Linked DNA regions of Mus musculus: regions 1 and 2 are each linked to region 3. A link is a contact called in public promoter capture Hi-C data. All regions are on one chromosome and are shown on one strand. The core of a region is the stretch at or near the end of the contact, and the rest is flanking DNA. Distances in the headings are between cores, read along the strand shown. Region 1 holds the start of Rogdi (rogdi homolog). Region 2 holds the start of Nudt16l1 (nudix (nucleoside diphosphate linked moiety X)-type motif 16-like 1). Region 3 holds the start of Naa60 (N(alpha)-acetyltransferase 60, NatF catalytic subunit).

Region 1 (4,249 bases), core at 1,168-3,667, 1.1 Mb before region 3:
GGTGTCAGCCATTTTTTAAGAAAGGGCACAGTGATCCTGAGTATAATACAACATCCTCGGAAGACTGCATTGAGGGCTGTCACCTTGACTCCTAACAGCACTGAGCACTTCACATGTCTGCGTATAAATAGAGCCATGAGGGTTGTGACTGTTCCTTCTTCAGGTGGGGCTGTGGCAGAAGCCCACAGGCTAGGCCATCTGCTCCACATCAAGCCAGTATTCATACCCACATATCTCAAGCTCTAGGTCCTGCCTGCTAAGCAACAGGCTAGAACCATCTGGAAATGGCTCCAGGAATCAGGGCTCTACCACATAGTAGCTCTGTAGCTAGAGACCAACCTCTACCTCTTTTATTTTTTTTTTTCAGGTATACAAAAGAGCCAAGGCACTGGACCAGTCTGACAATGATATGTCTGCCGTGTACCGAGCCTACATACACTAAGCCTTGCCTGCCCATCTACCCTCCCATCTTCCCTCTGACCTCCCCTCCCAGTGTGGGGTCAGGGTTCTGGGACTAGCTCTGGACCAGTCACCTGTCTCCATTTCCTTTTATACAGACTTTGAAACTTGCATCAGCACAGTACACAGCAGCACCCTGTCTCCCTGAGGCCCTGGCCAGGGATAAGAGGATCTATCTCTCCTGGTGGCTGTGAAGAAGCTCTTGAGCTGGGCCTTGATTGACCCTGGAGCAGGAGGTTGTGGATTCTCTCTGTTCCTCTGTGTTCTCTGTCTCTGTCACACACACACCCAGGATAGAAGCTACCCAGAAACTGCTGCCTGGCTGTTCTTGCAAGCTTAGCCCCCTTCTGGTCAAGAGACTGGAGGGACTAGAATTGACAGGGAGCACTGGAAGCTTTCAACTTCCCCAGGACAGAGACTGGCCCCCACTGGGCCCCTGAAAGGAGAGGCCCCTCAGCCATCATGAACCAACAGATTCCCTGAGGAGGCTCTGTGGATCACCAGCTGAGGAGGATTTTCCTGTAGACACTACCATTACACCGCAGCTCCCAGAGTGTCTCTGTGAACTGAAGAGAGACCAGCATAGCCACATAGACCCCTCTTCAGGGGGAGCAGAGTCTACAGTCTTCTGTCCTGAGCCTGTTCCTCCCAGGAGGTTTCATTTGGATTTGCATTCCAGCCCAAGGGAAGGGGCCGTAAGGGCCTTGGGAGCAGTGAAGTGTATGGGCGGCTCCTTCCTGTTTCCATTACGCCAGGCTCTTGAGCTGGGCTACCTGTTCAGCCTGCTCTACACAGGTCCCCTGCATGTCCCTCTTCCCCTTTTCCTTCCATGGAGATATTTCTGTCCCATCCTCTTTTGACCCAGCCCCAGCCTGATCAACACCAATAATAAGCATTTCCTAGATGAGCATTTCCTAGGCTGGGCTTTTGATGAGGAACCTTACTTCTGCCAGTGGTTCCAAGTTCTGGGTTTTTTGGGACTTGAAGCATTTCTCCTTGAAGAGGGGACCAGAGAGGCTTAGAATGTCACACGAGAGGAATCACCCGAGGAAGCCTTCCTCCTCATGAGTTTGGATTTTCAAAGCCACGATTTAACTTTTCCATCTGGGATAAGGATCTCAGGACATGGGCACGGGGCAGGGGATGCTTGTGGAGTTCAGTGCAATTGTCCATTCACTGGGATGCTGAACAGTTTCTGTCTGGACACAGCCTGTCTTGGTCCTGGGGGCTGGGGGTGGGGAAGATGCTGTAAGAAAACCGGTTAGTCAATGTTGTCTTAATATTGTTGACAATTCTGTAAAGTTCCTTTTTATGACTATTTCTGTTTAAGCTATTTCACCTTTCATTTTGAAACCCTTTCCTTTTATGGAGAAAATGTGACACTGTGGAAATGCTTGTAAGAAAGCCCCTACTCCCGCTTTTCCTTGAAATGACAGATCTAGGTGATTACGGTTGTGAATTTTTATTTTCACTTTGTTTTTAATGAACATTTGTCTTTCAGAATAGGATTGTGTGATAATGTTTAAATGGCAAAAAAACAAAACATGATTTTGTGCAATTAACAAAGCTACTGCAAGAAAAAAAAATAAAACATTTCTTGGTACCATAACTGTATCATTGTACCCAAATGCTAGGGGGACCTAGGTAGGAGCCAACTCACCTGATTCTTTCCCGGTGGAACCCTGGGCGGGCTCCATCTAGCCGGACAATACTGGAATAACTTGATGGACGGCCCCGCCGACCAATCAGTGGTGGCCAAAGCCCGGGTCCCTGCTGAAAAACAGGGATTGAGGCGGGCGGATAGAAGGCGAGGCGTGGCCTATCCGTCTAGCCACTCACCAGCCAGGACTAGAAGCTACAGCCAGTCGCTTGAGGCGTAGCCGGCTTGAGGGCGGAGCTTGTGCCCTATTTGCCAATCGGTCACGGGAGGAGGCGAAAAAGGGGCGGGCGTTGCGCGCCAAGCTCCTGACTACAGACCTCAGAGACGGTGCGCGGCTAGGAGGATGGCGACCGCGATGGCTGCGAGCGCCGCGGAGCGGGCAGTACTGGTGGGACGCGCTCGGCGGGCAGGGGGCGGCGGGCGGCCAGCCGACCGGCGGCGGGGATGGGATGGGTTTGACGCCGCGCTGTCCGCAGGAGGAGGAGTTTCGCTGGTTACTGCACGCTGAGGTGCACGCCGTGCTGAGACAGCTGCAGGACATCCTCAAGGTAACGCTCCCGCTGGTCCCGCCCGGCCTGCCATCCTTCCTATCCACCGGGTCCTGCCAATCGCACACAGCAGATGCTGAGCGTGACCCGTGCAGATACCCACTTCTGAGAGTACAGTTCAGACGCAGACATGCTGGCATGTAATTACACAAGCAGTGGGCACCAGGTCTTGAGTGTGAACTATCTTCGAAACTGACATTTATCTGTGAGCAAGCAGGGTAGTGGTGAAAGCTTGTGATTTCAGCACTCGGAAGAGTGAGGCTAGAGGTTCATGAGTTAGAAGCCAGCCTTAGGCTCCATTGTGAAACACTGTCTCAAACAAAACAGTCTCAAAACAACACTGATAATCCGAGCTCTGAAGTGATCTCAGCCAAGTTACCCGGATTTCTGAGCCTGTTCCCTTACCCTAACCAGGCTCACACGTCTGTTTGTGAAGATAAATAAACTATCTCACAGAATGCCTAGGACAGTAACCTAGCAAAGCCTGTTACTGTGACTACTGATTGTCTGATTCGGGGACTCTGCTCCCCACACATATCACAGCACTCCAGCTTTCTAGGCACTGTGCCTCTCTGTTCTGTGTTCCACCTGGCTGCTCATGATATACTCAGGACTGGAATGAACGGGTCTGAGCTCATAAAATCTTGGAGGTTTAGTAGGGCAGAGGCAGAGGGGCCAGGTCAGGCCTGCCCTCCTCGTCCCTTCCCCTGCTAACCTGGCAAAGTATCCAGGCCTTGGAATGGAACACTGGCCAGACTGAGGTGAGGTGTTGGGACTGCGCTGTCTTCCACAGGAGGCCTCTCTCCGCTTCACTCTCCCAGGCCCCAGCACCGAGGGCCCTGCCAAGCAGGAGAACTTCATCCTGGGCAGCTGTGGGTGAGCTGGGTTGGGCAGGAGCCTTTGGAAGGGGTGTACACCTGGGGGGAGGAAATGCCCAGGGTACGGTGGGGCAGCCTGCAAGGGGAGGGAGCAGTAGCAGGCGCTCCTCTGACTCGTGTGTGTTACAGCACAGACCAGGTGAAAGGGACTCTGACTCTGCAAGGGGATGCCCTCAGCCAAGCGGTGAGTCCCCCAACAGTCCAGCTGGTGACAAGGATGGTGATGGCTTAGCTCTGCCACCAGCTAGCTCTGTGACCCTGGCTCTGACCCTTGTTGTCTCTGACCTGTTTCCTTGTATGTCTGTAATGTCACAGGCAACCCTCACACTACCTCATGAGATAGGCTTTAGATCCCAGGAGGGGAAGGACAAGAACCTGATGGCATTACACTTAGTTCAGCCTGGCATCTGGACCCTGTGAAATACAAACTTTGGAAGCCTAGGCAGGCTGGCCCCGCATCAAAGTTGAATGAGCCACCACCCTCTGATCTAAGGCCTCAAAGGCCCTGGGGGACAGCCCGTCCCCACGGTTCAGACTACACCACTACCTCCTGTCCAGCTCTTCCCCTTTCTCAGCTTCTCTCGCCCCCCCCCCCACCACCACCACCACCACCACTTTGTGGTTCTTCCTGGGTCTGAGTTCCTATTTCTTGACATTCCTCTTTATCTCCCTCCTGGCTGGCTGAGGCGCCTAGGGCCTCAGCC
Region 2 (3,642 bases), core at 41-2,540, 1.1 Mb before region 3:
GCAGCTTTTCTAGAGCCTTCTTCTGCTTCTCTGTTGCTGAGGCCAAGGCCTCGGCCAGCTTTTCCGAGGGCATCATGTTGAGTACCTTAAGGGCAAATAGAAGTTGATATTTGGCAGTGCTGACGAAGGCGTTGCTCAGAAAGTTAGGAAAGCCGCCTACTCGATCCTTCTGTGTGTACAGTGGGACCCGTACAAGGCCCAGGACCTGTGGGACAGAGGGCATGAGTGGGGCTGGGCTCTTCTTGTAGAGGCAGGACCCTGGCAGAGATGCCTGTCAGCCACCAGTTTGCCAAAGAAACAGGGGAGACCCAGGCAGGGTCTGGCCAGGCCAGGCTGGTGGCAGTAAAGTGCCTTCTCTCCAAGTTCCAAGGTCAATCCTATGCACTCCCCACCCTGTCTGGCAGCAACCCCCATGATCCCTGGTTTCACTCCATGCCCCTTAGACCACAGAATCTACAAATCCCCCAATTTCCTCTCAGGAGATAATCCCAAACACTGCATGCAACCCGGTCTTTTTGGTCTCAATTTCCCAAGCAGGCCCTGTTCATCCCTTCCAGTGACCCCAAGCCCCACTCCCAGGATTGACAATGGCAGACAAGGCAAATGAAAACAGCCCATGATCCAGATCCCAAGTCCCTTTTCCCACCCAGCATAGCCAGGGTGAGGACCCTGAGGGGTACTTGTTACCCAAGGTGCCTTCTGTGGTGCCAGAGCCAAACCTCAGGAGTGGGAATGGGGGCGGGCCCCAGGCAGTAGCCCCACCTCCAGACCGTGGTCCCGTGAGTGCACAGCGCTGATCTCCACAGCATGCAGTTGTTCCAATGTCAGCTGCCGTGCGTACAGATGTGCCACCACACGGTGTGGACCCTCAGTCAGGTGTGAACTCAGGTAATCAGCTTCGGTAAGGCGTAGGCCGCCCAGGCCCAGGCCCAGCACCCGATTCAAGCCATCCTCCAGCGACCAGAAGCGCCGGTCCACGAAACCCCCGGGAAAGCCTAGCAGCCCGTCGAAGCGCATCTGCATCTGCAAGGTAAGCTTGGTCAGGACGTGGGGTCCACTGGGCGTCCCAAGCCTGTATCCGCCCTGCTTGCCCGCCCAGCTCCTCACCAGCACTGAGAAACGCATGGGGATACGTCCGAAAAGCTGCCCGGGGTTGGCGGCGTATAGCATGGCGTGGCATGAATGACTCCAGCCGGGCCCCAAGCGCATTGCTTCCTCCCGACTGATCTGTTTCAGCTCCGGAACCGTCGTGGTCGACATCTTGATGTGCTCCAGGCCCACTGCCCAAACGAGCATGCGCGACCCCGCCCACAACACCAGACCCAATCCTCGTGCTTCCACGTGCATAAAGCCCGCCTCCACCAGTCCTGTGCTTCTGGGGTTGAACCCAGGAAAGACCCTGGCGGAGGCGGGGTGGGGTGGGGGTGGAGTTATGTAGTTCGCCACCCTCCAAGTTGCAGAGGAGACCCCACAACCACCAGAAAACTACAGCTACCAAGACGCACCGCACGGAGACCAGGTTGTCCTAAGCAGGTAGGTACACTGATTATCAAGACGTGTCAGTCTCCAGTCCCGAACATCCCTGAGAGGGCATCTGAAGTCTCAATATCCACCTCATCCATGAGGGGGCTGGTTTTCCCCTGAGCTTCACCCAGAGCTTGTGGCTCCACTGCCTATGAAATCATGCCTTAAAAAACTTAAATGTCTAAGTGACTCCAGCTCAAGTGACAGGGGACCTAAGCCTTACTTATGCTTTGCCCCTCTCTGGCACATTGATTAATGTTCAGTAAACATCACAGGAGTTGGGATGGGTATAAGAACTAGGACCACCTGCCCACCTAGAGGCTAAGATTCATCAATTGCCCAGTGGAGGTGAGCCAAATTCCAAGTCCAGTTTCAGACACAGCAAGCAACAAAATAGCAATAAACCATTGTCTATGTTTGGAGGGGGCACTCACTGCCCCTCTCACACAAGCAAATGAAGGCAGCAACAAAACCTGTCAGGAGTTCTGCCAGAAACCACTCTAGTGTCCTGTCACTACACCAAAAGCCAACAATGCTGCTGCCTACATAGTGCTGTGCCAGAACAAAGGCACACATAGAATATTGCTGCATGATTTTATTACTATAAATATACAGTAAAAATGAACCCAAACTAGCCAATCAGAGTACATCAGATGATAGTACATGTGAGTCTGAGACAGGTAAGTGTGTAGGCTGCACCCCATCTTTCAAAGTACTGGCACCAGTGCCACGGCCAGAGGCCAGGATGTTGGCAGGTGAGAAGTGGGGGAGTGAGCATGCACATGCTGACATGTGTGCACATATGTGCATTCAGCAAGAGAGAGAGATGGATGTGCAGAGCTGTGCTAGGAAGGAGCAGGGTTAGAGTCAGAGCTCGAGCAGCCCTGAGCCTAAAGGGGTCTCCATGCACTGCTACAGGCTGTCACCTGGGTGAGTGGCAGGGCAGTTCCTTAAGCTGAGGTCCCTCTACCAACCCACCAGGGAGCTGCACTGCCTGGGGCACCTCTGCTCTGGGGCCACTCATGGGCCACTTCTGCCTTGGAAACAAAGTATCACTAGGAGCCTGCTTCTAGGTGGGCTCTGACAGGAGCCTTAGACAATCAATCAGTAAGAAGCTTACAGGCCAGGTAACTGGCAACGGATCTGCTATGGAAGCTGCTCAGGCTCCTCCCTGGCAGGTGGTGGGCAGTGCTGCCCTGCAAGCACAAACCGCCACCTTGGCAGCGGGTGAGGATGTGAGTGAAGCAGGACCTGTGCGGGGGAACTGGACATTGACCACTGCTAAGGACTGTGGTGTTAACAGTCTGACTACCCAGGCCTTGCCCACAGCTGCCAGGGACCACTAGTAGGTAATAGAGCAGAGCAGGAGGGGATCTGGACGCTCCGAGGAGGGTCACCCATGGTCAGGACATCTGTAAGGTGTCAGCCTGTGACAGCAGCAGTGACAGCCTGGCTGCCTTGGGGTCACACATGAGAGGCAGACAGGCACTGTTTCCTTCATCAACTGTAACCTGGACTGCCCACCTTCCAGAACATTCCATGGGTAGATTCTCTTATGCTGGTTTGCTAAGTGCTCAAAGCATTAGCTTTGACAGTTGGGGAGAGTCCTTCTAGGGCACGTGGCCCATGGAGACAGTTGTTGTCCTTCATCTTGTACCATTTACAAATATATTGACCGTAAAAAAAGGAGGGTGTGTGGAGGAACAACCCACTGTGCAATTTGATCAAGGTTCACTGTGGACCCTCAAATCCCAGTGGCCACATGAGGCGTGCAGACAAGAGAGGCCAGGGTCTCGCTGGGGTCCAGGGAAGCCTCCTGGCAATGTTTGGGATGCTGAGGGCTCTGTGTTGCCCGCTAAGCCAGACTTTCAGAATGGGGTCAGCTCAGCAACTCCAGGCTCAGGACTAGAGCCACTCAGCAGAGGCCAGGGGGAGCTGGTGGTGCCAAGGCTGTGTGGCGTCTCCATGGAGGTGGACCATCCTGTAGGTGGGAGCAGAGGAAGGAGGGGTCATGATTGACTGGTGGTCTTGCATCTGTTCATCAAACCAGAACCTCATAGGGGCAGGACCACCTAGCACCCTCCACCCCATAACCCAGGTACATACCATCTGGCAGGA
Region 3 (4,084 bases), core at 194-2,693:
CAACCTTTTTAAAGAGTCAATGCAAACCCCACTCTCAGGGGGCTTACATCTGGCATATTATTCTTGTTGTATACAAAAACCCTAAAAGGAGGTGTGTAGACTTATGTTCCCTGCCATGAGCAGTGTACTACTTTGGCACGATGGCCCTTCGGCATCCTCTAGTTTTTAATCACATTGTACTAACTCGCAGTTCACTGGTGTGTGCATCTCTCTCTGTGTGTACTTATATGCTGTTTTTGTCCCAGACCTTCCTCTTCCTGACATTTCGGCTGGTAACAAGGTCACAGGCCTTCTAAAACTCTCCTCCATGTCACATGGTTTTGTGGACTCAAGTCTTTGCATAGATGATTTCGGGAGTAACATGACTTTGCCTGCTGGGTCACACAAGCCAGCAGACAAGCCAAGACTAATTCAGGGATTTTATGTTTCTAGTACTTTGAAAAAGGAAAAGCTCTTTGGCAACTTCCTTAATTAGCACTCCAGACACCACAGGAGCCACAGAGTTAGGCTGTGAGTCTCTTCTTTCAAGACCAAAGGGTGACAAGAATGACCCAAAAGCACATGGCTCTGGGACTTGGCAGAGTTAAGAGATCAATAAAGGAGCCAAAGTTTATGTTTATTGCAGCCTGGCTCCCCAAGCCTTGGGTTTTGACACCAGCAAGGCAGGCATTTGCTGGAGGTTCAGAAGGCCCAGAGTACCCTCTCCACAGCCCCAGCCCAAGACAGCAGCACTGGTCATAGATCCCCTTTTCTCCTTGGCAAATGTTTTCTCCAATTCAGAAGAAATAAGTCAGAGGCGATTATGGAGGGTCCGCTTAGCTTCCATGTGCCGGAATACCAAAAGTACTGCTGGAATGAAAAGACGCGACAGACCTAAAGCAGGGTCCTCGGCTTTCACGCGTGCAAAAAGTCGACAATTACCCCCAGCTCAACAAGTCCCTTAAGGGAGGCAGGCTGGAGCTAGAAGAGTCGACCAGACCCTTCACCTCCAAAACCAGAGGATGCCGCCTTTCCATCTCCCAATTCCTGCAATTACTGGCTGAGGGTCCCCAGAAAGGCCAATTCCCGACGCCCCACCGCGCCCCTCGCCGCCGTCACGGAAACAAACTGGGCGCTAAGAAGCGCCCCGCGCAGGGGTGGGTAAGGGGCTCTCCGGAAAACCCGGCCTCCCACGGGCGGGCAGTGCCCTCGGTGTCGCGACAGCGACCTCCTCACCGCCCCGATTTGCACCCGCCGAGGCCCCCGGCTGCCTCACCTCGGACGGGAGCCGGCGGCAGCGGACGGTGTCTCAAGGCTCAGCGCATCCTGGGGGAGCCGGGAAGCCGGACGTGGGACTGCGCGGTCCCCCGCGACAGATTATGTAACCGGCAGGGGCCGCAGCCGGGACAGGGAAGGCGGCCCCGCGGCACTTCCGCCTCTCCTGTGCTGCCGGCGGCGCAGCCCGGAAGATCATTGGCTGCTACGCCATGTGGCACCGCCCTCCCTGACGCCGCCGCCACCATGTTGGGAGCTGGCAAGCCTCTGGCCGCTGGCGGGACCTGCTCCCGAAGCCTCCCGCACTGGCGGCGGAAGCTCAAGACAGCTGCGAGCCGCCCAGCTGCCCTTGCGTGCATGCGTGGACACCGGCGGCGGCGGGCCGGGGTTTCCGCGCCTTTCCTCAATCAAGCGGGTCAGAGGGCGCCTTTCCTCGATCAAGCGGGTCAGAGGAGCTCCGAGGCCTCCCTAGTCCTGAGACGCACGGCTCCGCCGCTGGCCTGCTCTTCCCCCACTGGAGGTTAGTATTAATAGATGCTGGCGCTGGTGATTGCTAGAAGCCCTGACTCAAAAGGCACCGCCCCGCGCTCGCGCTGACAGCCACAGAAGGGTGGTCGTGAGCTATCATTGCAGTGGACAAGTGACATTGGCCTTCAGGGCTGGGTGGGGGTGGGAGTTCTATATCCAGATGTAATTCAGAGATAATTCAGTTCGTGTAACCAGAGAAAAGCTTGCTGACCAACAGTTTATTCTTTGCTTTTAGATAACTAAAATGGTATGTAGTCAAAGGCTCAACCAACCTTAAAAAAATATTAATATCCAAGAAATACATCAGTGCTACATCCACTCCAGTAGTGACTCGCATTACAGGTTTAGAAACCTGGAAGCAGTCATGAGGTGAAGACTTTCACGGAAACTTCGCCTCCTGGAGCCTTGGCATTCCAATAGCACGTATACTCAAACCCTGTCCCAGCGTTAGTCTGGTGTATGGATTCGTGTGCTCTCTTTCAGTATTGTTTTATTATAAGTGCCTTTAAGGATTGATTTTGACATATAGCTAAGCCTTTGTCAGTGTTCCAATGTCCTGACCCTGAGCTTGGAATTCAGTAAGAATGTTACCTATTCAGTAACATTCAAATTCACTTCTAGTAGAGACAGTGAAAATAATCAGACATTACAATTTACTAGAACAGAGCTAGAAAAGCTCAGGGCCAGTCTGCATAGTAATTACTTAGAACAATAGCTGAGTTTCACCCAAACACAGGAATACACAATGGCCTAGGAAATAGGTGGGTTGGAGTATTACTCATGAAAGGGTTAGTAGAATGGAATTCCCCTGGTGCAGGTTTTTCACTAGGCCCAGAGGAATAGCATAATCAGGTATTTACTAAAGGACCACTGTAGGTGGGTTTAACAATAGACTAGCATTGCATCAGAGCATTCACCTGGCTCCTGTGTTTGGCTGATCTTAATTAAGGATTGTTTCTATTCTCAGTTGTAAACAAGGCCTGGCTCCCATTATCTTTTTATGTATGCATTTTCTTTGTTTTGTGTAAGAACCAATGTACCTTGGCAAATGTATTCGCCTAGCCTTCTTGTTTTTCGTCTGTAATATAAGACTGGTGCTCAATTTGACAAATTACATCCAGATACAGCACTCCCTTGTGTCTGTGTCTGTTTGTCACCTTTTTCGTCCCAACTCCATGCCTGCCTGCAACGGGAACCCTGAAATTTTTTTCCGCGGATTGAGGGAGGCTGACTGAGGCTGGTCCAAGGCACATCAATACATTTTTGTGTCTCAAACTGTGTAAAACATCACGATCTTAGAAACATAAAAAGCCATAGTCTTTAAACATCTTGGAAAGTAAGGTGTACCTCAATTGTAGAATTTTGTGGTTTCATATGTCACTAAATGGTAGAAGGCTGCCAGCCTTGTACACTTCCATCCCCGGATAGATACAAATCAACCATAAATAGCTAACAGTCTTGCCTGTTAAGTATGATATATATGGCTAGCAAAATCTATGTAGAGCAACCTTTATATTTTCCTTTTATGTCAGTATTAGTTTTTAATTTTTAAAATATTATTTATTTTTATTTATACTGTTACACTGTAGCTGTCTTCAGACATGCCAGAAGAGTATATCAGATCCCATTACAGATGGTTGTGAGCCACTTTGTGGTTGCTGGGACTTGAACTCAGGACCTCTGGAAGAGCAGTCAGTGCTCTTAATCACTGAGTCATCTCCCCAGCCCTAGTTGTTAATTTTTAAGGAGGAATGGAAAATCACTGTGACAAAATGAAGACTTATATAATTTACAACTCTAGACTAATGTATTTATTCGTGCTACTGTATGCAAGCAGCTGTGAGAAGCAGGGTTAGACCCATTCAGGCACTTTGAGCATTCAATACAATTATACTTTGTGTGTCATTACTGAAATTATTTCTAATTAAACTTACTGAAGATTGGTCTTGGTGTGTTGGCACAGGAGAGGCTGAAGCAAGAGGGCATGTGATAAGTGCAACTTGTGACACAGCCTTGAAATAACATTGCTAACACATCAACGAGAAAACTATGTTAAGTGTATTCTCCATTATCCAAATGTTCAGATTTGAAACTTCAAAGTAAAAAGGTGAGGCTATGAAAAGAAAATAGCTTGTTTTCCATTCCCCTGCATCTACATGCTGCAACATAGTGATAAACCTATTCAGTGACAGAGGAGAAGCCAACCCCAACCTGCATCCTCATTCTATCATATGAGCTGGGGTTCAGTATCAGCATCCCCTTGGGGCTTGTCAGACTCTCAGTCAGAATTAGCATTTAACTC

The links. Promoter capture Hi-C pulls out the DNA fragments that hold promoters and counts their contacts.
Region 1: a promoter capture Hi-C map of liver shows a contact between it and region 3, with 4 times the contacts expected there. The contact joins the promoter of Rogdi here to the promoter of Naa60 in region 3. A contact is called at or near these places in 3 of 39 promoter capture datasets (cranial neural crest, liver and pre-B cells).
Region 2: a promoter capture Hi-C map of liver shows a contact between it and region 3, with 2.4 times the contacts expected there. The contact joins the promoter of Nudt16l1 here to the promoter of Naa60 in region 3. A contact is called at or near these places in 1 of 39 promoter capture datasets (liver) and 1 of 484 Hi-C or Micro-C datasets (double positive thymocytes).

What each region holds. Positions count from the first base shown.
Region 1 is chr16:5,011,721-5,015,969 of GRCm38.p6, reverse strand. It overlaps Rogdi (rogdi homolog), which reads left to right and starts at 2,417. Exons shown (of 11, transcript NM_133185.2): 1 at 2,417-2,507; 2 at 2,596-2,667; 3 at 3,461-3,543; 4 at 3,675-3,729. The coding sequence starts at 2,463. Glyr1 (glyoxylate reductase 1 homolog (Arabidopsis)) reads left to right here. Exons shown (of 16, transcript NM_001079814.1): 16 at 368-2,068. The coding sequence ends at 442.
Region 2 is chr16:4,936,759-4,940,400 of GRCm38.p6, reverse strand. It overlaps Nudt16l1 (nudix (nucleoside diphosphate linked moiety X)-type motif 16-like 1), which reads right to left and starts at 1,290. Exons shown (of 3, transcript NM_025839.4): 1 at 1,108-1,290; 2 at 763-1,023; 3 at 1-205. The coding sequence starts at 1,260. It overlaps Mgrn1 (mahogunin, ring finger 1), which reads right to left. Exons shown (of 17, transcript NM_029657.4): 17 at 2,105-3,505. Gm16861 (predicted gene, 16861) reads left to right here and starts at 816. Exons shown (of 3, transcript NR_037666.1): 1 at 816-1,030; 2 at 1,237-1,533.
Region 3 is chr16:3,881,978-3,886,061 of GRCm38.p6, reverse strand. Naa60 (N(alpha)-acetyltransferase 60, NatF catalytic subunit) reads right to left here and starts at 1,443. Exons shown (of 7, transcript NM_029090.3): 1 at 1,256-1,443. It also overlaps a transcript of Zfp597 not described here.